Regions from separate parts of the Mus musculus genome. Here all the other regions are linked to region 1. The links are chromatin contacts, called in public Hi-C and promoter capture Hi-C maps. All regions are on one chromosome and are shown on one strand. The core of a region is the stretch at or near the end of the contact, and the rest is flanking DNA. Distances in the headings are between cores, read along the strand shown.

What was found. Promoter capture Hi-C pulls out the DNA fragments that hold promoters and counts their contacts. A called contact is a pair of places that touch in the nucleus more often than the background predicts.
Region 2: a contact with region 1 is called in a Hi-C map of B cells, with 8 read pairs. The contact joins the promoter of A430033K04Rik here to the promoter of Snx8 in region 1. A contact is called at or near these places in 2 of 39 promoter capture datasets (liver and pre-B cells) and 1 of 484 Hi-C or Micro-C datasets (B cells).
Region 3: a contact with region 1 is called in a promoter capture Hi-C map of pre-B cells, with 2.9 times the contacts expected there. The contact joins the promoter of Adap1 here to the promoter of Snx8 in region 1. A contact is called at or near these places in 1 of 39 promoter capture datasets (pre-B cells) and 1 of 115 datasets of contacts at active chromatin or transcription factors (embryonic forebrain).
Region 4: a promoter capture Hi-C map of cranial neural crest shows a contact between it and region 1. The contact joins the promoter of Cyp2w1 here to the promoter of Snx8 in region 1. A contact is called at or near these places in 2 of 39 promoter capture datasets (cranial neural crest and pre-B cells).
Region 5: a contact with region 1 is called in a promoter capture Hi-C map of pre-B cells, with 2.2 times the contacts expected there. The contact joins the promoter of Gpr146 here to the promoter of Snx8 in region 1. A contact is called at or near these places in 1 of 39 promoter capture datasets (pre-B cells) and 2 of 115 datasets of contacts at active chromatin or transcription factors (extraembryonic endoderm stem cells and pancreatic cancer cells).

What each region holds. Positions count from the first base shown.
Region 1 is chr5:140,387,015-140,391,213 of GRCm38.p6, reverse strand. Snx8 (sorting nexin 8) reads left to right here and starts at 1,906. Exons shown (of 11, transcript NM_172277.3): 1 at 1,906-2,066. The coding sequence starts at 1,973.
Region 2 is chr5:138,620,447-138,624,645 of GRCm38.p6, reverse strand. It overlaps A430033K04Rik (RIKEN cDNA A430033K04 gene), which reads right to left and starts at 1,787. Exons shown (of 4, transcript NM_183025.2): 1 at 1,658-1,787. The coding sequence starts at 1,696.
Region 3 is chr5:139,323,459-139,327,657 of GRCm38.p6, reverse strand. It overlaps Adap1 (ArfGAP with dual PH domains 1), which reads left to right and starts at 2,194. Exons shown (of 11, transcript NM_172723.4): 1 at 2,194-2,377. The coding sequence starts at 2,296.
Region 4 is chr5:139,350,361-139,354,559 of GRCm38.p6, reverse strand. Cyp2w1 (cytochrome P450, family 2, subfamily w, polypeptide 1) reads right to left here and starts at 1,944. Exons shown (of 9, transcript NM_001160265.2): 1 at 1,731-1,944; 2 at 558-720; 3 at 171-320; 4 at 1-100. The coding sequence starts at 1,913.
Region 5 is chr5:139,378,848-139,383,046 of GRCm38.p6, reverse strand. It overlaps Gpr146 (G protein-coupled receptor 146), which reads right to left and starts at 2,408. Exons shown (of 2, transcript NM_030258.5): 1 at 2,304-2,408. The region is part of intron 2 of 3110082I17Rik (RIKEN cDNA 3110082I17 gene); the gene reads left to right.

The DNA.
Region 1 (4,199 bases), core at 657-3,156:
GGGATCCCAGTGTCACACTGAACCTCTCTTAGGGTGAGCTTTTAAGCATGAAAACCAAATATGTCTGGGTTGACATATTTCGGTTAACAAGGACAGTTAGCCAGAAGCAGAACTACAGAAGCTGAAAAGCAAGCTTAGCACTTTCCCAGAACTATGGGCTTTGATGGATCAGGTCTTCATTTTTGGCAGGTGGTGTTTTGTGCTGAGTTTTATAGCCTGGATACTCCTTCCATGATGGAGCTAAGATCTGGGGCTCTGTTACACTTCTACACAATAGATTGTAGTCCTGGAAAATAAAGGGAACTAGACGCAGCTACAGCCAAGCTTAGGGCTTTAAAAACTTTAGAGGCACCAGCAGGGAGACTGAGAGGCATCCTAGGGCTCCAACCTTGGAGCCTTCAGTCCACTCCATGGAAATCATTAGACATCAATATCTGGAGAGGCGAGGTCTTTACTGTGAAATAAGAAAGGCCTTCCCTGATGGAGTCGAGACAGGGTTTCTCTGTAGCCCTGGCTGTCCTGGAACTCACTTTGTAGACCAGGCTGGCCTCAAACTCAGAAATCCACCTGCCTCTGCCTCCCGAGTGCTGGGATTAAAGGTGTGCGCCACCACACCCAACTGTTCTGATGGAGTCTTATTAATAACCCTCTTCTTCTCCCAGATATTTTTTTGCTTTTCCTTTACTTGAGATAATGTATCTATATGCAGTTTAGGTTGCCTTTCTTTTTTCTTTTTCTCCTTCTTTCTTTTTCCTTTCTTCTTCTTCTTCTTCTTCTTCTTCTTCTTCTTCTTCTTCTTCTTCTTCTTGTTCTCCTCCTCCTCCTCTTCCTCCTCCTCCTCCTCCTCCTCCTCCTCCTCCTCCTCCTTCTTCTTCTTCTTCTTCTTCTTCTTCTTCTTCTTCTTCTTCTTCTCTCTCTTCCTCCTCCTCTTCTTCTTCCTCCTCCTCCTCCTCCTCTTCCTCCTCCTGCAGTTCTAGACTCAGTCCTCATATTCAGCCCCGGGTCAGACACTGCTCCTGTGTGCTCTTACATCCTTGCTTCCCTCTGTCAGTCAGAGGGCCAGGCCTGGAGGTATGTATGTTCAACTTAGCTCCTAGGGAGGCTGAGGCAGGAGGATGTTCTGCCTTAGCTACAGAGTGAGTTCAAGGCTAGCCTGGCTAACTAGACCCCGAGTCAAAATAAATACATAAAGCTCAACGTCCTGGTGTGCATCTTCAATCCCAGCACTCAGGAGAGAGAGGCAGGCAGATCTTTGAGTTTGAGGCTAGCCATAGTGAGTTCCAGGACAGCCAGGGTTATATATTGAGACCCTATCTCCAACAATATACAAATAAATAATAAAGGGCTGGTGATACATAGCACAGTGGTAGAGGGCCAGCTCAGCATGTGGGAGCCTATGGGCTCAATCCCCAACAGAAAGGAGAATGGCCTGGTTATCTGCAAACAATTATGGAATGTTGTTCCTCATCAGTAATCTTCAGAGACCTATTATAGTCAGAAGACCTACTCTCTAGCCATGTTTCACGCTCCAAATCCCAGAAGGTACTAGAACACTGTTCTAATGTCCGTAGCACCTTTCACAGGGGCTGCCCCGGAATTCACAGAGCATGTGTGAGTGGGCAAGCGAATGCAAAAATGAATGGCAGCGTGGGTCAGAGGGTGGGCAAGAAGATGAGTAACAGCTGCTGGCTAAGAGCGGGGAGGTGGGTGCGCACTGGAGGGAGGTGGCACTAAGCAGCTGGGGCGGTACTCGCGCTAGCACTCAGTCTTGGACCAGAGCTGCTGAACGCTGCCCCGGCCGCGGCCACGTGGTTGGGGCGTGGCTCGTGGGTAGGGGCGTGGTCTTACTGCTTGGGGTGAGCGGAGGGGCGTGGCGAGGTTGGCATGGGCGTGGCCACGCCGGACAAGAGCTGGCGTGGGCGGGGCTGGCCGGGCGGGCGCGGGAGGAAGTCACGTGGGCGAGCGGGCTCACATGACTGGCCGCGCGATGGACCCGCTGCCCTCGCCGGCAGTCGCTGCAGCTGCTGAGGCGGAGGCTGACGAGGAGGCGGATCCGCCGGCGACAGGTAGGGCACGCGGCCCGATGGCCCTGTGCGGAGAGCCAAGTGCTTCACACTCGGGGACCACCTGTCAGTGCCACACCTCGCCTGGCCGGGGTGGGGGGGTGGACATTCTTGGGGCCAGCCTCTTCCCGCTGCTCCCTGGGACGCTGCTCTTCAGCCCTCCGTTAGCGAGCGGCCGTGTGGAGTTGCACCTGGGTCTTTTCTGACCCCACTTTGGAGACGTGGTCTAGAGAGTGGTTTATATTCATGTGTGACCATGTCCAGGGAAAGGGATGTGTCTTTGGTATCAGACTCTTTTTCCTGGGGTCCCCGGCTTTGTGGACTGTGGGGACGCATCCATGTGGCCAGAGGCGCAAGGGTGGAGCTGGGCCTGGTGTGTGCCAGCCAGGTCTGGCCAAGTGTCGCTGAGTATGGCCATCTAGAGCATTGGTGGAAAGACAGGTTCTTCTCTTGGGACGAAGGGTTTAGGGTAGTACTTTTAACCCCAGGGGAGGGAGGAGGATGTCAATGAACGCCTCTGAAGAATGGAGAGAAGGTGAAACTCCCCTCGGAGTTGGTCAACAGTCTTTGGGTCTTGTTGGGTAAAACATTGTATTTTTGAGGTTGTATGTTTGAGCCACCACTTAAGTCCCTATACCTGGGCGCCTTGAGAAAGGGAGACTGATCCAGAGCTACTTATGCCTTTTAAGAATGCTTTTTTAAAAAAATATTTCTAACTGTGTATATGTATGTGTGTGTGTGTGTGTGTGTGTGTGTGTGTGTGTGTGTGCGCGCGCGCCCTTGGAGGACAGATGTGTTAGATTCCCGAGAGGCCAAAGTTTCACCTGCCTGTTAGCCACTCAGTAGAGCTGCTGGGACCCAGACTCCTGTCCTCTGCAAGAGCTCTGGAGCCTGTGCTCTGAGCCCCTGCCTGACTCATAAAGCAATTCCTTGTGGCTTGTAGCAGTGGTGATGGGTTAGAGCTCTCTTGGCAAATTTGGGATCTTCCATATTACTTCCTAGAGAACTCAGCTAATGGCTGACGTTAGGAAGGATTTCGTCTAGATTTTTGACAGATCTTGGGCAGTGGTGTGACTTGTGTGTTAGTCACAGCCATGTAGTCCTTCACGATTGACAGGCCATCCCAGTAGCCACGTAAGTAGGAAAATGGGTTTTTCAACCTGTCACTTCCTTCTGTATGTATGAAACTTGGCACCAAGCTGGTGATGTGGCGAAGGAGATTTTCTTCCTTCTGCAAGAAACTTAGTTGGAGTGTGTCTTGGTGGAGCCTTTGGCTGGATGGACTAGAGTCAAAACACCTTTGGGAATCACTCTTGGGAAAACGTATTCTTGTGTGTGTGATGTTCTTGAGAACAGTGTGGCATGGCACAGGGATGGCAGTCAGAGGACAGCTTTGTGGAGTCACTTCTCTCTTCCACTGTTCCTTGAGTTCTAGGGATGGAGCTTGAGGTGGGTGGGCTTGTGTGTGTGAATGCAGGTAGCCACTGAGCCCTCTCACCTGGTCCCGAGGATGGCTTTGCTTTCAGAGGTAAAGAGCTCAGGCAGCGAACTTTCACAGGTTGATTTTCACTTCACTTCCTCTTCCTCTTCCTCATCCTCTTCCTCCTCCTCTTCCTCTTCCTCCTCCTCCTCTTCCTCCTCACCTTTTGCCTAGTAGCCTCCACCTTCACAGTTGGCTGATTTTTGACATCTCAAAGGATTAACTAGTGTGACTTATGGGTACATAGCAGATTTCCACTTTGGCTACCCCTTCAGAGCTGCCGGTAGTAGTCATGCGTAAAGTAGTGTTTGTGTTTGTAGCGGTTTGGAACTGCTGGGAGGAAAATGGGCTCATTGTGGTTTTCAGCACACAGATCCATTATTCGAAAGGTGAACCGTGTATACGCTGCAGGAGATTGGTCCTCAGGAGAACTGAACTTAGTGTGCTGACCTGCCTGGTCTTGAGCTCATAGAGGTCAGCCTCTGTCTCCTGACTGCAGGGATTAAAGGCATGTGCCACCACAATCAGCCTTATTTGTTTATTTTTGAGACAGTGTCTGCTATGTAACTCAGGTTGGCCTCAAACCCATAGTCCTCCTGTTCTCCGTATCTTGTCTTCTGGATGCTGAGATTGTAGGTACATGCTATCACACATGG
Region 2 (4,199 bases), core at 538-3,037, 1.8 Mb after region 1:
CTCCCCCAGTAGCCACTTGAATCCCACCAGGGACTGGTTATTCCAAACAACAGACCTCCTGTAGCTTCAGCACAGAATAAATATTATCAAAACAATGGAACAACAGAGTTTCTTTTAGATGACAGTATACCAGGACTTTCCTTCTGGCAGCAGGGCATCTGGGTGCTCCCCTGAGAGACTGCACCCCCACACCTCAAAAATCCTCTTAGATGAGGAGAGGACCCAGTGCCCTAGAATAAGATCAGTAAGATCAGCTATCATTACACGACACTAGCATGCAGTTTGTAATTCAAATACTGTGATAAAATATCCAAGGGTTCCAATGCTACAAAAGTCATCTATCGATGGATGTACATGGATCAAAGGATGGTATTGTTAAGAGCAACACAGACATATCAGTATAACAGATAAAAATAGAATTACTAGTTAATTAGAAATTAATTACTATGTAGTAGAAAACACACACACACACAACGAGCAGCACTGGACCTCTTGGCAGCCTTATAGGGCCTTGGCACTTCCATCACACTCTTCCACAGTTCACCCCACATTTCAGGTCTACTCAGTATTGCTAAATACTCCAAGAGACCCGAGACGGGACGATTATAAGCATTTCGGTTCAGGCACTTCAGAAACCTACTACCTGGAAAAGACATGGAGGTGGGGATGAGGACATCTCACAGTTCCTATGGGGGAAGTAGACAAAGGTATTCTCATAAATTGTCCTAGCCTAGAGTGGGGGGGGGGGGGTAGGACAGAAGACACAGTCTTTTTAAAACAAGGACTCAGGGGTTTCTTCTCTACTTTACTCTCTTCACACACAAACATCCTCAGGACTAGAGAGACAGCTCAGCAGTTAAGAGCAATTGCTGCTCTTCCAGGGGACCCGGGGCTTGGTTCCCAGCATCCACATGGGGAAACTCACAGCCTGCTGTAACTTCACTTCAGGGGAATCAATCACACGCCATTTTCTGGCACTGCCCTCATTTGGTGCACTCAGACACACACAGACACACACAGACACACACAAACACACTTAAAAATCAATTTTTCTCGTACCTGGAGGAAAACAAAACTTTTTTTTTTTGAAAAAAATATTGGTTTGAGATTACCATAAGGAAAATATATCATTTGGAATAAATGGGAGGCTTTCAAAAGTGCAGCTGCTCTGCAGAGTACCTGTAGTAAGCCCAGGACCATACAAAATGGGTGAAAGGGGAAATTTTCGTGTTGGGAGTGTGGGCGAGGATGTGGAAGAACAGGTAGTAGACTGCAGTGGAGCTGGCTTAGGTTCTGGGTTTGCGACCCTGTTTCCCATTCATTTGTGAAGTTCGGGCTAGGTGGGCCACGGAGAGAACGAAGGGACTGGGGATTCTAGAAAACATAGTTCCTTTAGTGAATGACCGTCACATTCAGAGACTCTCCCCTGATGATCCACCAAGTCCTCGCCACGCATGATCCGGAGCAAACAGGCAGCCAGAGCAGAGCTGCTCAGAAAAGGCGCCAGAACCCTCAGGTAGAAGGACAGGACGCCCAGGCTCCAGCAACCCCGCAGCCCAGGGGATCCAGATCAGCTGCCCAGGAGGCCTCACCGCAGACCCTGCTCTGCCACAGCGCTTCCCGCACTGTCACCTCCGGGCGCCACACGTACACTCACCATGTCCACTTCTGGGAGCCGCTGGCGTCTTCTCACCATCGCCCAGCACTTACAGCGTCACCGCGCCACCGAAGCTGAGCAACAGCTTCCCTAGCAGCATACAGTGATTCCAATATGGAGGGTCCCAGACAAAGGCTGGTTGACAGCCAAAGCCCGCCCCTACCCTCCGTTTGTGTGTCTGATTGGGCACGTCTTGAGGCTAGGGCCTCTGATTGGACAGAGCTTCAGGTTCTCTGTCCTCTGAAAGACAGTAGTTGGCTCCAGCTCACAGCTGAAGGAGCTCAGGTTAACAGGTTCTTAGCTGCAGCTGTTGGGGACTCTGGCTCCTGTCACGTCTCCAAGTTTGGACTTCTATAGGAGGCCTGACCCTCGGTCTTCTCCAGCTATGGGGTAGCCACGAGTCCTGTCGCGTATATGCACAAAGACTTCAGCCTCTGTTAAAACCTTATGCCTTCAGGTCCATACGCGTTGCTTTTAGCCTGCTAAAGTCCTCTCTGGACCACAGCTCACATTTGCTTTTAATTCTATACATAAAGTCATATGTGATTATGAGTTAAGTATGTGTACATGTGTTTAGTCGAATAAACAAATGGGAAGATGTCCGTTTTCAAAATCATCTCAAAATTTCTGAAATCTGCTCTCATTAGCTTTGCCTTCAAAATGGAAAGAGACTTGTAAAAGTTTTCTTATATTCAGATTAAAAATTGCAGGCAAAGTCAACCTTGGTGGCGCGTGCCTGTATGTACTCCTTAGCACTTGAAAGACAGAGTCAGGGAAATCGCAATCTCAAGTTCAGCTTGGCTACAGGATGAGTTTTATGGCACCTTGGGACGCATATCTAAACCCTGACTTGAAATAAATGAATACACGTGATGTTGATTGCAATGACCCATTGCACCTAAAATATCTTTATAATCTGACCAGTGAAAACTTGATGACTTTTATGTGCTATTGGGACAAGATCTTCAAACGTATTTAGATTCTAGCTTGCCTCCACTCAGAACAGCTACAAAATCCTTTTGAGAGCTATGACTTTCCTGGTCTCAGGAAGTAGAAGGGACTGCTCTATACATATTTTTGTAAGCTCAGCAACATCTAATAAGAGGAGATGGAGATCAGTGTCTATTCGGCACCTTTTGTTAGTCAAGTGACTTGTAAGCAGTATCAAGTCCTCGTAACCTGCTTTTCTCTGTAGTCCAGGGAATGATCTGGGGTTTTGAATAAATGTGTTTACTGAGTATATAGCAAGGAAAAAAAGTAAAAGGATAAATTGCATGTCGTTGATTGACAGAACCAGCAGAGTTTACAATACTCAGTAAGGACAGCTGGAGGAACCTGACTAAGAGAGCTAACAGGCTGGAGAAATGGCTTAAGAACGTTTAAAGTTCTGTCCTGAGGACCAGAGTTCAAATCCAGCACTCATATCAGGTGACTCAAAACCATCTGTAACTTCAGTTCCAAGGGATCGTATGCTCTCTTCTGGCCTTCGGGGCACCTTCATGTACATGTCTGCATACACTTACACAAACACATATATGTACACACACACACACACACACACACACACACACACACAGAGGCACCAAAGTGACAAAATGAGAAATTGGTAGTGTTTACAGTCATGCAGCAGGAGTTGATCAGGGGCCATCAAGGCAGTCACCTGGGGTTCCTGATTATAATCTTTTCCACCATGAATCTTTTCCTGGCTTCTCCTTCCTAATGCAGGGATTTTTACCACAGTATGAACAATAGTAATGTTTGTTGAAAGTGGTTTATCTTTTAGCGGTTGCTATTGATGCACTGTGCTCAATAGTCTAGCATGCTTGTGTTTTGTTTTGCTTTGTTTTGTCTTTTTTGCTCTCCTTGTTACAGAGCTGGCAAGTCAGCCTGACTCAGGACAGGGAGTTTGGGGAGGAGAACAGGGAGGAGGGCCTTCTTGCTGCCCGAGTCTGCTTTTAAAACACTTGAAATAGCACATGACCGTTTGCTTATGTAATTTGTATTACAGTCACATAAGGTTGGATAACACGCCCTTCATTGTTCGGTAAACCAGCAGTGATTTTCTCTAAAGAAAATACCAGGCAAGACAATACTGATGTCATGACAATACTCAAGGCTCACCAATAGTTGCCTCTAGACCTATAAGCAGACTCAAGGCAAAGCAGGCCCCTAGAGGGGAGGTAGAAAGTATAGTCCTCGAGGAAGTATGCTACACTACAAAGGAGCTTTGTGAGTTTGCTAAGTCATTCAAACAGAAGTCTGTTTTATTTCTGTGAAGAGATACCAAGTCCAGGCTCTTTCTCCTCCTTTCCACGTGTGGATCAGGATGTAGCTCTCAGCTACCACTTCAGCACCAGGTACTTCACCATGCTCCCCACAACTGTGATAACAATAATAACAGACTAACCTCTGAAACTGTCAGCAGCCCCTCCTATCCCCCCTCCCAGTTAAATGCTTTCTTTTATAAGAATTGTCTTGGTCATGGTGTGCACCTTTGTTGTTCAAAATCAAGTGACCGGCCCCGAAATTATAAACATAGAGG
Region 3 (4,199 bases), core at 945-3,444, 1.1 Mb after region 1:
TCGCACGATGGGACTTCTGGGTCCTTGCACAATTCCTTACTCAGGGTTTCACAGCACAAGCAGGCAGTGGAGAGGGGAGGCAGGGGGCTGTCACTGGTCCTTAGAGACCAGCTACTAGGCTGGAGTGGCCATCCTGACTTTCAACAGCTCTGGGCTCAGTTCCCAGCCTCTGAGCCTCTGGTGGCAGCTGCTTGAAGACCTACTGTGTGTAAGTTCCTGCACTCACTGGGTGCTGCAGGAGGCACTCAGCCGTCTGAGGCACTTCCTACCCAGTGTGGCCATATGCTCTGAGGAGGCAGACGCCTGGCCTCTGGTTAGATGCCCAACCCAGGCCTGGGAAGTGCTAGGGTATTGGGGCTGGGGTCTACAGCCGAGACCTGGACAGCAGAGGAGAGGACTGGAAGGGCAGAGAAGAGGAAAGCTCAGATGGGTGAATCATCTTTGCTGGCAGCAACACAGGCCTGAGACGGCAGGGTGCAGGCTCAGGCCTTGCTGCCTTTGAGCTGTCCTTGATAGGCCTCGGTCTGGCCCCAGGAAGGAGCTTCCTCACTGACAATTTGTTCTCTTTAGGGAGATGGGGTCTGTGTCTCTTTGTCTCTCGGGTTTGCTGTCACTCTAGTTCTGTCATGCATACGTGTGCCTCAGTTTCCCTGACTATAAAATGGGGGTTGAATAAGAAAGCATAGGTGGCACTCCATGCTTGTTATTTGAGCACTCAAGAGACGGTGGCAGGATTGCTGCAAGTCTGAGACTGACTGGATTACTAGAGACCTGGGACACAACTACTACCATTAGTCTATTTTTGTCTTGATTCTGTATTTTTGTTGCTTGTTTGTTTGTTTGTTTTTAAAGACTGGGTCTCGTATAGTCCAGGTTGTTCTCCTCATACTAGATGTGTAGCTGAGGATGGCCTTGAACAGCGGATCCTCCTGCCTCGACCTCCTGGGCACTGAGAGTAGAGGCATCCGTCAGTACTCCTAGGTTCTGTGGTGCCGAGGACACAATACGCAGCTCGGTGAATGCTGGGTAAGCTCTCTATCCATTGAACCACTTCCCCAGCCCCCAGCAGTCTGCATTTTGCTTCATTCTCCAAGCTCCTGCTGTGTGCCAGGTCTGGAGCCAGGCTCCAGTAGGCTTCAGGAGAAAAACATTAGATCCGTTAAACAACAAGCCTACAGCGCCACCGGCCTCAAGACCTCCAAAATGTGCATTGGGGCAGGTTGCATGTTCTGTCTCCTGATCCCAAAACAAGTTCTGCAATGGCATGACAGCCAGGTCAGGAGGGACAGATGCCCCTGGCAAGACAACAGCCTCAGCAGAGGGCCACCAGGTGGAGTCGGCCAGGATTGCAAACGTTCATGACATCAAAGTAGACACTCAGAAAGACAATGTGCAGTAAAGCAGCATGACATACGTGGTGGGACAAAACGGACCCTTCCTCCCCAGGAAGCAAGAGAGAGCATAACGAAGAGGCTAGGGTCCCAACAACCTAACTTCCTCCCAGTAGCCCTGACCACACTATAGCATCACCGTGGGGACTGTGCCCTTAACCCAGGGGCCTTTGCGGGGCAGGGAACACTGTGGGGCCAAATCATAGAGCAACCAACACCCTGGCTGTGACATATTAGCAGGAGTAGACTCTCAGGAGGCTTTGGAGATGGCTTTCATTTCTCAGTTGGGTGTGGCCATTGGCTTCTAAATGGCTACTATTGCGTTTATAATGGAGAAAATGGAATTTGAAAAGAAATGCTAGGGCCAGTTAAAGAAGCAGACACCCGGCTCTGGGAGGGAGCGGGCCAGAGATCAGGAAGGGTGTGGCCAGTTCTTGTCCTATCTCTTGGAGATGAGACTATAGACTTGGACACGTGTGAGGGTGGAGCCCTTCGATCCTTTTAGTACTGGAATTTGTCATTCATAGGTAGGGCTAGCCTGAGCTGCCCGCGACCTCAGCTTCAACCCAACAGGCACGCTTGCGTGTTGGGTGGCCCATCCTTCCGCAGCGCGGGTTCCCTGCGACCCCGCCCCAGGTGGACCCGTTGAGGCCGGGCTCTCCAAGAGGCCGCTCCCTGTCCGCGCCGCTGGGGGCCGCCCGCGGGCCGCGCCGTCCCGGGCGCGCCGTGCGTTACTCCCCGGTCCCCGCGCGCGCAGCTCCGCTCAGGGCGGCCCCGCGCGGCGACACGATCGGGGCCGGCGCGCGGGCTGAGCGGTGGCGATGGCGCAAGGCGGGCGGCGGGCGCGCGGCGCGGGGCCCTAGCGGGGCGGGCGTGCTCGGGACGGCGCGGTGGCCGCGCAGCCATGGCCGGGGAGCGGCGCCGGGCGCTGCTGGAGCTACTGACGCGGCCGGGGAACACGCGCTGCGCTGACTGCGGAGCCCCGGGTAGGTGCGGGACGGGCGGAGGCGCGGGGTGCGGCCGGGTGGACAGGACTGCGTGGGGGGCGCGGGGGATGGGGACGCGCCACGCGCTGGGTCCTGGCTGGGTTGGGGCGCGGCCCGGGTGCACCTGCCGGCGTCAGGGACTGGCAGTGGTGAGGCGCAGCATCCGGAGGGCACCTCGCGGGCTCCGTGCGACCTGTGCCGCCGACTCCCCTCCCCCGCCGGGCTGCGTGTCACGCTGTCACCCGCAGCCGCCTCCCCTCCCCAGCCTTGCGAAACCTTGGCGTCTCGGGGTATTAAAAAAAAAGAGGAAATCAGCAGGGGCGGTTGGCTTGCAAGGAAAGCGGCCAGTGAGCCCAGGGTGTCTGCCAGGGAGTATGGGGTCCACCTGGTTCCCAGCTACCTGGAGATGACGTCATGGCATCCCTGCCTGGGGCCACCGTCTTGTACAGACTCAAGGCTGGGGGAGGATGCAGAGCCTTGGGTGGCCCTGTGAGGACATTCTGGCCATGTGCCTTTGGCTCTCTCTACCTAGCTTCTCTGGGATCAGGACAGTCGGGGACAGGTGGGAGTCATAGACGCATATGTCAGACATCTTCCAGACTTTGTCCCTTGGTTGCTCCAGGTTTGGAAGGATTTGTAGGGGCCAGAACACAGGGGCTCAGGATTGGCTATGGAAAAAGGGCCGGGTTCTCTGACCAGCTGGCAGGCTCTGAGAGCTGGCCCTCCCAGGCCGATCCTATCTGGGTATGCAGGTGGGGACAGGGCATTTCAGGGATATCAGGGGGCCCTAGCATGAACCCCTCAGAACATACCAGGAATCAATTCCTTGGGGACTTAACTCTATCTCCCTGAGATGCAGGCGGAAAGCCTGCAGTCTGTAAATAGGACCTCCTTCCCATCTCTCCCCCACATCCCCGCCTCTGGGCTGAAGAGTGCCAGCCTGAGGCTGAGAATCTGCTAGCCAATAGTAAGTGCATGCCACCCCAGGGGCCCTGGTGTCCCTGGGAGGAGACATTGACCAAGCTTCAGTGGGAAGTAGGCAAGATGAAGTAGCCCTTTCCTGGTCTCTTGGGGCACCGCAGGGCCCTGACGGTGGTGCAGCGGGGTGGTGCCTCCCTGGTGCTATGTGGTACTGCTGCCAGCTGGCCTGGCTCAGTGGACTCTCCCCACCTCCCTCTCTCAGACCTGCCTTTCAACTTGTTTAGGAAAGCTGGCTATGCTGGAGTCCCCTGTAAGGAGGGCTGATGGGTTGCCCAGCTTCCAAGCCTGACTTGTGGGGGGGGGGCAGCAAACCCCACGAGAGAAGCTGGCCTAACCTCGTATTCCTTGGCCACCCAGCCAGAACAGCTTTTACTTTCCCTAGACCTCCTGGCCTGAGCAGGAGGAAGAAGGGGCTTCCAGAAGGCTCAATAGGAACCACCCTACACCATTCACCTATGTAATGTCCTAGCAGCCCTTTAGCCAGTCCCAGGCCACTGGCTGCCGCAGCTACTGCCCTCTTGGGGCCCAGCCCTTGCTGGCTGTAAGCCAAGCTGCCCATTTTCAGACTTGCCTTATAATAACAGCTTGTTTCTCCCCCTCCCCCACCTGCGAGGCAGATTAAGTATGAGGCTTGTTTCCATTTTATGAGCAGGGAAACTGAGGCCTCAACAGCTTGAACTCACTTGGGTGTCCACAGGCTGCCTGGGTTTCCTGATGCCCACTCGGGGCCCACACGCACTGTCTATACAAACCTCCCATTTTTGCCTAGCTCCTGGGCTCAGCCACAACGCCTGCCTCGTGACTCCGATGGCAGGTCCGCACAGGCCCCCGGTGCTTAGTA
Region 4 (4,199 bases), core at 695-3,194, 1.0 Mb after region 1:
ACAAACACAGGATCCTGGTAGTCAAAGCGCTGGCCGAAGAGAAGTGTGAAGGTGATGTTGCAGGGTGCCCAACCCAGCAGCGCCAGGGGGAGGGGCTGGCCTGTAGGTCAGGGAGAAAGGCCTCAGGTGGGAATAGATGCTGGGCAGGGGCATCCCGGTCCCCCACTCACCTCCATAGCTATCCAGCTGTCCTTTAAGACAGGCCAGCTCCTGCAGCACCTTGCCCACCATGGATGGCTGTTGCACACCCAGGCTCTGCAGTGTGCGCACCGTGAATTGGCGACCCGCCCTCCAGCGAGCTCCAGAAGAAAAGAAAATGCCTGTCAGGTAGACATGAGCCATGAGTGCCAGCCACGCCCCATCTGATGATGCATGCAGGGAACAGGGGGCCCACTCGGGGTGGGGGGGCAGGCTCAACTCCATGCCCCTCCCATTCGGAGGTTACCCTGGGTCATACTTCTCCTGTCTTGCAATAGGCTGATCCTGTCTCTCCCTAGTACCAATCCAAGAGGCCTAGTCTCCCCCCCATCTGGCAAGGAACCCCAATGCCCACCTACCCCCACCTCGCTGGATGTGCTGGAAGATGGGAATTGGGGGCCGGTCGGCTAGCTCATGCCCGGTTCCAACCAAGGCCTCCCTCACCACCTCATAGCCCGACAGCACCACGGTCTTCTGAGATCCCAGATGGATTGTGAACATGGGCCCGTAGCGTTCTGAGAGCTGGTGGGGACAGACAGGTGTCAGACAGGCAGCCTCCACCCACCCTCTAAGAGTTACATACAGCCGTACTGTATGTAGGCTGGAAGCTTAAGAGCTGGAGAGAACCCCAAGAGCCCCTCCAGTCTCCCCAGGAGGGGGCGCTGTTCAAATGTTCAAACTTCCATCACCCCACTTCAAAGAGAAACCGTTGAAAAAAAATGAGAAAGCTAGAGTGGAATTTGTGGGTCTCACCCAGAGCCATGGCTGGATCTGCCTGATCTCTGCTCCTCAGACTGGGCCCCGAGGTAGGGCCTGAGCCTCTGAACCTAGTGCCGGCAGCCACGTCGGAGTCTAGCCTGACCCACCCTAGGAAAGGTGTGGCAGAGCCACTTCAAGCTAGCTCTGCAGTTGTGTGGACTTCTCTGCAAACAAGAGTCCCCAGACAAAATTCAAGGACCTCCACCCTACTGAGCCAGTTAACCCTGGCCAGTGGCGGTGCAGCCAGCTTACCTTCATGTCTGAGTTCTAGGGAGAAGCCGTACCTAGCTAATACCCTACCCAGACAAGGGCACTGCTGCCCTGCCACATTTCCAACACTTCTAGACACACCTGCCAGTCTCTTCCTCATTGTTCCAGAGCCCACCCTGCTCACCAATCCTGAGCCCTGACCCTTGGCTGCTGTCCTGTCCCATCTATCTATCTATCTATCTATCTATCTATCTATCTATCTACCTACCTACCTACCTACCTACCTACGTATCTATCTATCTATCTATCTATCTATCTATCTATCTATCTATCTATCTATCTATCTATCTTTTATTTGCAATTCTGGGATAGAACCAGGCTCTTGTGAATGCTAAGCAAACACACTACAATGAGCTATCTCCCTAGCCTAGGCCACTCTTGCTTCCAACATCTGCTCTCTGGGACAAGCCTCTGGCATCCTGAATCCCCCCTGGCTTCCCTTGTCAGTGCTGGGACACAGACACCATGTGAGCTGTGAGATGAAATAGGGTCGCCCACCCTACCTCCATCAGTGCCCGGTCTTGTTGGGTCACACCCAGCAAATGCAGGTTCCCCAGGAACGGCAGAGGGCGAGGCCCAGGGGGCCACCGAGGAGCCAGGGAGGGGCTCCGGGTGCAGCCCTGGAGCAGTCCCCACAGCCCCAGAAGTAGCAAGATCCCCCAGACACCCAGGAGCAGCAGAGCCATGTGAACAGCTGGATGGCAAATCCTCAGCTCTCCAGGGGCCCAGTGAGCCCTCTGCCTTATAGCCATCCTCCCCAGGGCGTGCCGGCACCCCACCCACCCCACCACCCCGAGAATGTGGAATGAGCAGTTTGCAGGAGACAGCCCAACAGGAGGCTTAAAGCTACAGGTTATGTGGAATGTGGGGTCTCCTCTGTGGCAGGGGGCCTGGGTTGGGGGCTGAAAGGACCTCTGTCGGCAGTACAGAGCCAAGACGTTTTGGTCACAGGTTATCCAAGCCTGGGCCAGGCGAGGTCAGGCTTCCAAGATACCTACATCCATCCCTCCATGTCTCCTCAGGTTCCAGTGTCACAGTCAGAGCCATGTCTATTCTGTCCCCCACTTTGGGAACCAATAGTTCTCCGTGGCCTCCCGTCAAAGTAGAACTTACGGGACTCTGAGACTAGACCCTCATCCTGAAAGAAAGGATGAGGGTCCCCTGTGTCCTCAGGACCCTAGTGCCCAGCAGGTACACTGAATGCCCTGTGCAGCCATCAAGGACCTCTCTCACCACAAGGACCTCAAAGCTCATAGCCTTCAGAAGCAGTGAGTGTCTGCTGAAGCTGAGGGAGCTCTCACCCCAGCAGCCTGGAGTAAGGGGCACAACCACCCAGACACTGAGGGGCCATCCCATTTAGGAGACCGTGAACAGACCCAGCAGGTGGCTGGGTTTACAGCCCTAGCTGTCTGGGCTCTAATCCTGTCTCTTAAACCCTGGAGGCCTCACTGGGGAGGAGGTGCCTCTGTGAGAAAGGGCTCTGCGGGCGGGTGGCTCTTGGCACCAGAAGTAGCTGGGTTGCTTCCCCGCAGCCTGCCTCAACATGAGGCACCTGGAGTCCTACCCCCCAAGCAGGGCCCCTCACCACGGGGCCTATTCCCTGGGGTGTTATCCACGCCCTGCACAAATGCTGAGCTGAGGAAGGCGCAGAAGCCATCCGCAGTCCTTACAGCCAGGTCTTGTCTGTGGAGAGAAGCCCAGCCTAGACTGCATTCACCCTAGCACCTCTCTTCCCTGCAACAGCGTGAGCCTGGGCTGCGACAGCTCCCTGTCGCTACTGTGGATGTCTGGGTCATGTTTCAACCAACTGCCACCAAGGCCACTTACAGAATATCCAAGCTAGGGCCCCTACCCAGACAGGAAAATCTACATAATCGCTGCAAGAAATCCTTATTGAGCAGTTGCTATGTGCCAGACTTGGCCAGGAGCGAGGGCTATGGAAATCAGAGGCAGAGGGACCAACAGGACTCTGATGTCACAATCCCAGGGGAGGATTGGTGTGGCTCCGTTTGCTTGTATTGGAAAGGAGGAAGTCAAGGCAGATGGTGTGCTGTGGTGTCTGCACGGTAGCTGGTGAGCTGAGATTTGCCTGGCCATCAGGGACAATGAATGGGATGTGGAGGTAGGTGTAGAAAAGCCAGGCAGGGTGGGACAGGAGACTGTCAGGATGATCAGGGCTGGAGTCTGCAGCCCCTCCGGGAGCAGGCACGAACTCCCATGCCAGCATGAGAGTCCCCATGGCTTCAGCGAAGACCCCAGAGTTGCCTGGGTGAGTTAAGTGTTCTGGTGTCCAGGCATCTCTGGACAACTTCCCCCGCAGTGTCCATGCTTCTGCATGGCTGGCTGGTGTGGCCCAAATCCTCCTGCTTCTGCCTCCCAGGGCTGGGATCGCAGGCAACACCACTCAGCTACCTTGGGAGTTATTTTGGGGAAGGAATTTTGCTGTTTGTTGTTATGGTGGTGGTGGTCTTGATACAGGGTCTTGTGTAGCTCATGCTGGCTTTGAACTCCTGCTCCTCCAGCCTCTCCTTCCCTAGGGCTTAGATTACTAGTATGCACCATGAACAGTTGAAAAGGTCTGTGTGTGTGTGTGTGTGTGTGTGTGTGTGTGTGTGTGTGTGTGTGTGTCCCCATATGTGCAGGTTCATGTGTGTGAGTACAAACACACACATACCACAGCCCGTGTGTAGAGGTCAGAGGATGACGTCTGGTATCAGTTCTCACCTTGAACCTTCTTTGCAATGGGATCCTTTGCTTGTAGCTGCCTACGAGCTGGTGTGAGGGCTTCTGGGATTCCCGCTGCTCTCTCACCTCCTATCCTGCTGTAGGAGCGCTGGGATTGGGGGATAATTTCACATCCCTCTTCACATAGGATCTGGGATCCTCAGACTTGCACAGCAAGCATGTAACTCTTGAGCCACATCTCCCCAGCCTCACCTTGTTGATTCAGACAGGCTCTCTCCCTGGCCTGG
Region 5 (4,199 bases), core at 1,159-3,658, 1.0 Mb after region 1:
GTGGATTGCTCAGGCTGATTCCTGTAACCGCCCCTGCCTTCCTGGCCTGTGATAAGAAAGCTGAATGACGTACATGAGTGGTTTGGATTCTCAGAGCCTCTTGCTCTCCCCAGTTCACACTGCAGAGGAAGGAGTGCGGCCAGGCAGTCTGCTTTGGGTCCATTGAGCACAGCAGCCTATCTCTCTGTGTGCAGAGGAGCAAGCTTGGGCCAGGCAGCTTGCTTAGATACAACATAAAAACAGCGCCCTGTCTCTCTCTGAAGAGAGCTGCTGCCAGCTGCAGGAGAGCTGGGTGGGGGATAGAGAGGCTGAGACCAAATTACTTCTGCCTCAGAGCAGGCAGGGTGCCTATATGGGACCCTGGGCTGCCTTTTTCCCTGGAGGAAGAGAGAACTTATTCTTCTGCTCACAGTTTACTTGTTAACTTGGATTCTTTCCCTGACTAACACAGTTTGAGGCCTGTAGCCTCAACTACAGACACAACACCAGGAGGAGGTAGTGGGAAATAAGCAACAACAACAACAAAAATAGATAAATAGAGGCGTCCTCAGAACAAGGAGCAAACTCAGAACAGATAGTCTCCGTTTCAGTCACCGGGTAGGCGTGCACCCCCATCTGGGCTCCTGATAACCTCAGCTTTTAAAAAAACCTGGGTGTGGCTTCACCTGCAGGGAAGTGCTCAAAGCCACAGATCTTATCATGGCTCTGGTGGTTATTTTTACTCATCTTGTCACATTTGCTCCCATCACAACAATGCTCTGCTGGGTTTACAGCGCTCCTAATTCAGATGGGGAAACTCCTGTATGAAAGGGTCCCCAGAGTGGACATTGGGGTGCACAGGTCACTCTGCGTCTCTGCTGAAAAGTCAACCACGTCTCTCTGCAGACCGAGTCCTCTCTGCCTTTTGAAGCCTCTGTGGTGCTTGGAGTCCTGGGCCACCAGGGCCTTTGAGAGCTCAGAGACACATGTGACCCAGTGCTGGCCAGCCAGACTTGTAGGTTGAACTGTCCGGCTGCTGGGTCAGGACAGCTCGAGCCACAGGGAAGCTGAGAGGCTGCAGGCAGGAGCAAGTAACTAGGGCAGGTTAAGGAAAACAGGAGCCTCACTTGTGAGCACAGATCTCACTCCCCCAAGGGCTTGGCTTCATGTCTCAGTATGTTTGGGTCATTAAAGGAGGGGATTATGCTAGGACATTGTGGGGTAAGGAAGGAGAGAATGCCCAGGGAGCTGCAAGAGTCTCCTCCAGTCTGTGAACCACACAGGCATCCCCTCCCAACTACTCAGCCTACACATTCTGACCTAAATCCCCATGCATCCCCACATTAGGTTTAGCTGGATGTGTCGCAGCTTTCTTCATGAGCCCATTCAAGAGTCACGGGGAGCCGGGCGTGGTGGCGCACGCCTTTAATCCCAGCACTCAGGAGGCAGAGGCAGGCGGATTTCTGAGTTCGAGGCCAGCCTGGTCTACAAAGTGAGTTCCAGGACAGGGCTACACAGAGAAACCCTGTCTCGAAAAACCAAAAAAAAAAAAAAAAAAAAAAAGAGTCACGGGGACACTGATACACTGTACCCTGGGAGCAACCAGAGGTTCTAGTTTGGAAATCTGGACCTTGTGGTTGTTCTTCAAAGACTTACATGGCAGGTTAGGATAATGTGACTGTACCCTTAGTGTAATTATTAATAGTGTTTCCTTGCACTCACAGAGATAGTGCCTGGTCCCCTATGGGTGGAGTGGCCTCAGGACACGTCCAGAGGCGTTTCAATAGGATTAACTTATAGTTCTTTCAAGCTAGCTTAACCCCAGGTTATCAGTGCCTCTGATACATGGAGGTGGACATAGATGTCAGGTTGCTGGATCAGGACGAGAATAGGAATGCAGCTCGCAAGAACATAATCACAGACCGGGGCGCGCTAAATTGGCAGGTGCTGTTCTGGACAGCGGGTACTAAGTTAGTCCTAGTCAGCAAGCCTGAGGACCGAAGAAACTGTATCCCTTCACTTGGGGTTCTAGTTGCTGGTACTGCCTCCCGTGCCCGATGAATGTTCAGGGCCGATGGCGCAAGTTCCGCTATCTCTACGCACGGGTTCCAAATGTCCTGACGCTCTTAACCAACAGAAGGGACGAAGATGGTAACCGTAGCGTCCTAGGAGAGCCCGTCCGCCTCCTCGGGCAGCAAACCCACCGCCCGCCGCGGGTTCAGGACCACACTCCCTGTCCCTGGCGTCCACCCAGCGCAGCCTGGCGCGGTCTCCTCCCGCCTGGAACAGAGCATTAGGGGCTCCCCTCCCCGGGCCCCACTCACCGCTCGCTGGGCGGCGGCCCGCGCACCGGCCGCGGGCGGGCAGCTGGGCTTGCAGGAGGCAGCGGAGCTCACGGCGCGCACGCCGTGGGGGCTGTGTACACACGTGACCCCGTCCCGCCCCCGGGGGCTGCTCGCGTGGTCCCGCCCCCGCCCGCCGAGCAACGCCGTCAGGCCCTGCCCTCTCTCCCGACCCACAGCTCGGTGGCTCCGCCCTTTTCTTGGAACCGGTGCTTAGTTCCCGCAGGCTCCGCCCCCAGTCCGAACGGACAATCCCCTTGGCCAGCCACGGCCGGCCGCCTTAATGCTGGAGGGCGGCGCACCTGCCCCCATTAAAGTTTGTAATTTCCCCGACCTGTGCTTCCCCGGTCCTAGAGGCGTCTAAGTGGAGCTGTCCGGAGAAAACAGCTCCGACCCACTGTGTAGCTGCTGTCCAACATGAAAGTGGGAATGGTGCCATTTAGAGTATTTGCCTAACAGTCAGGAAGCCCGGCGTTTAGTCCTCAACACCACATAAGCCAGGGGTAGTGGTGCGTGCATACATGTAGTCCCAACACTCAGGAGATAGAGCAGGGAGGATCAGAAGTTCAAGGCTGTCCCTGGCTACATAGTCACCTGAAGGGTATCCTGGGATACATGAGATCTTAAAAAACAAAGAGTAACAACAACAAAATACACACACACACACAGATAGCCTAACTGGGCATGATGGTGCCCATCTATAATCTCAGCACTCAAGAGGCAGAGCAAGGACTGCCATAAATCCAAGGCTGTTGTAGCTTACATAGCAAATTCTGGGCCAACTGGGGTTGCAAAGTAAGACTGTCAAAAGTGGGGGGAGGGTCCTGGAGTTGTTGGCCCAATTGCAAGCAGGAGGACCTATGTTTGATCCCTCAGAACCCATGTCAGAAAGGTTGAGTGTGGTAGCATGTGCTTGTAGTGCTAGGGAGGTGGCAGGCGCTGGGGCCCTTTGGGCCAGCCTATCTAACTTTCACATTTCAGGCCACCAACCACCCCCACCCCCAAAAAGCCAACCCTGTCTTATAAAAAACAAGGTGGACAGCACCTGAGGAATGATGGCCAAGGTGGACCTCTGGGCTCCATAGGCACATAATCTAAAATGAAAGTAAACCATAAATAATTGACCCTCAGGATTCCTGGTGAGACTCTGAAGTGTCAGGGTTCCTGGGCCTTCCAGAGGGTTCCTGTGAGGTTTCACTCACAACTGGGGAGTGCTGCTGGTGAACCGAGCACCCTCCTAGTGCAAGGCCCCACTGGCTGCCTGCTCTGCACCACCCGAAGCACAGCACAGATGTTCAGAGTAAGAGGGCCCAGCCGCCGACTCGGCTGCGGGCGGTCCTCCCATTGAGCAGGCATGTCCCCGAGCTAGACATCTTGGACATGGTAGGGTGTGTGAATTGCTGTCTGACCTCGTGCTCTGAGGTTGATATTTGAAAAATCCCACAGAGCTGGCCTCCCTCGTGCTGCAGGGAGGGCTCCTAAGGGTCAGGCATGGCCCCTGCTCGGGCCGTGTACTCAGTGGTCACGAGTCTCAGCTCACACAGCAGCCCAGTGCCCTGCCGAGGCCAAGCGCCATGGAAACGCCCGGAACTTCCCTTCCCGGGCCACATTCTTGGGACTTGGCAGGTCTTCCTGGCTGTTCTGGAGTGGCAGTTGATAAGATCAGCTGCATTCCACAAGGGCACTTCGAAATGCTGGGCAGGAACCAGAGAGCAGCCCTGTTTCCCCGAGCCGTTGCATTTGTCTTTCGTGGGCTTGGGGTGGTGGTGGGGTTACATCTGTCCTCACCAGTTCCCCATGTTCTCCACTTTCTCTCGTGCATTTGAGCATTGTTGGGAAGGTTCGAATCTAGGGGACACTGGCCAGGAGCAGGGAATA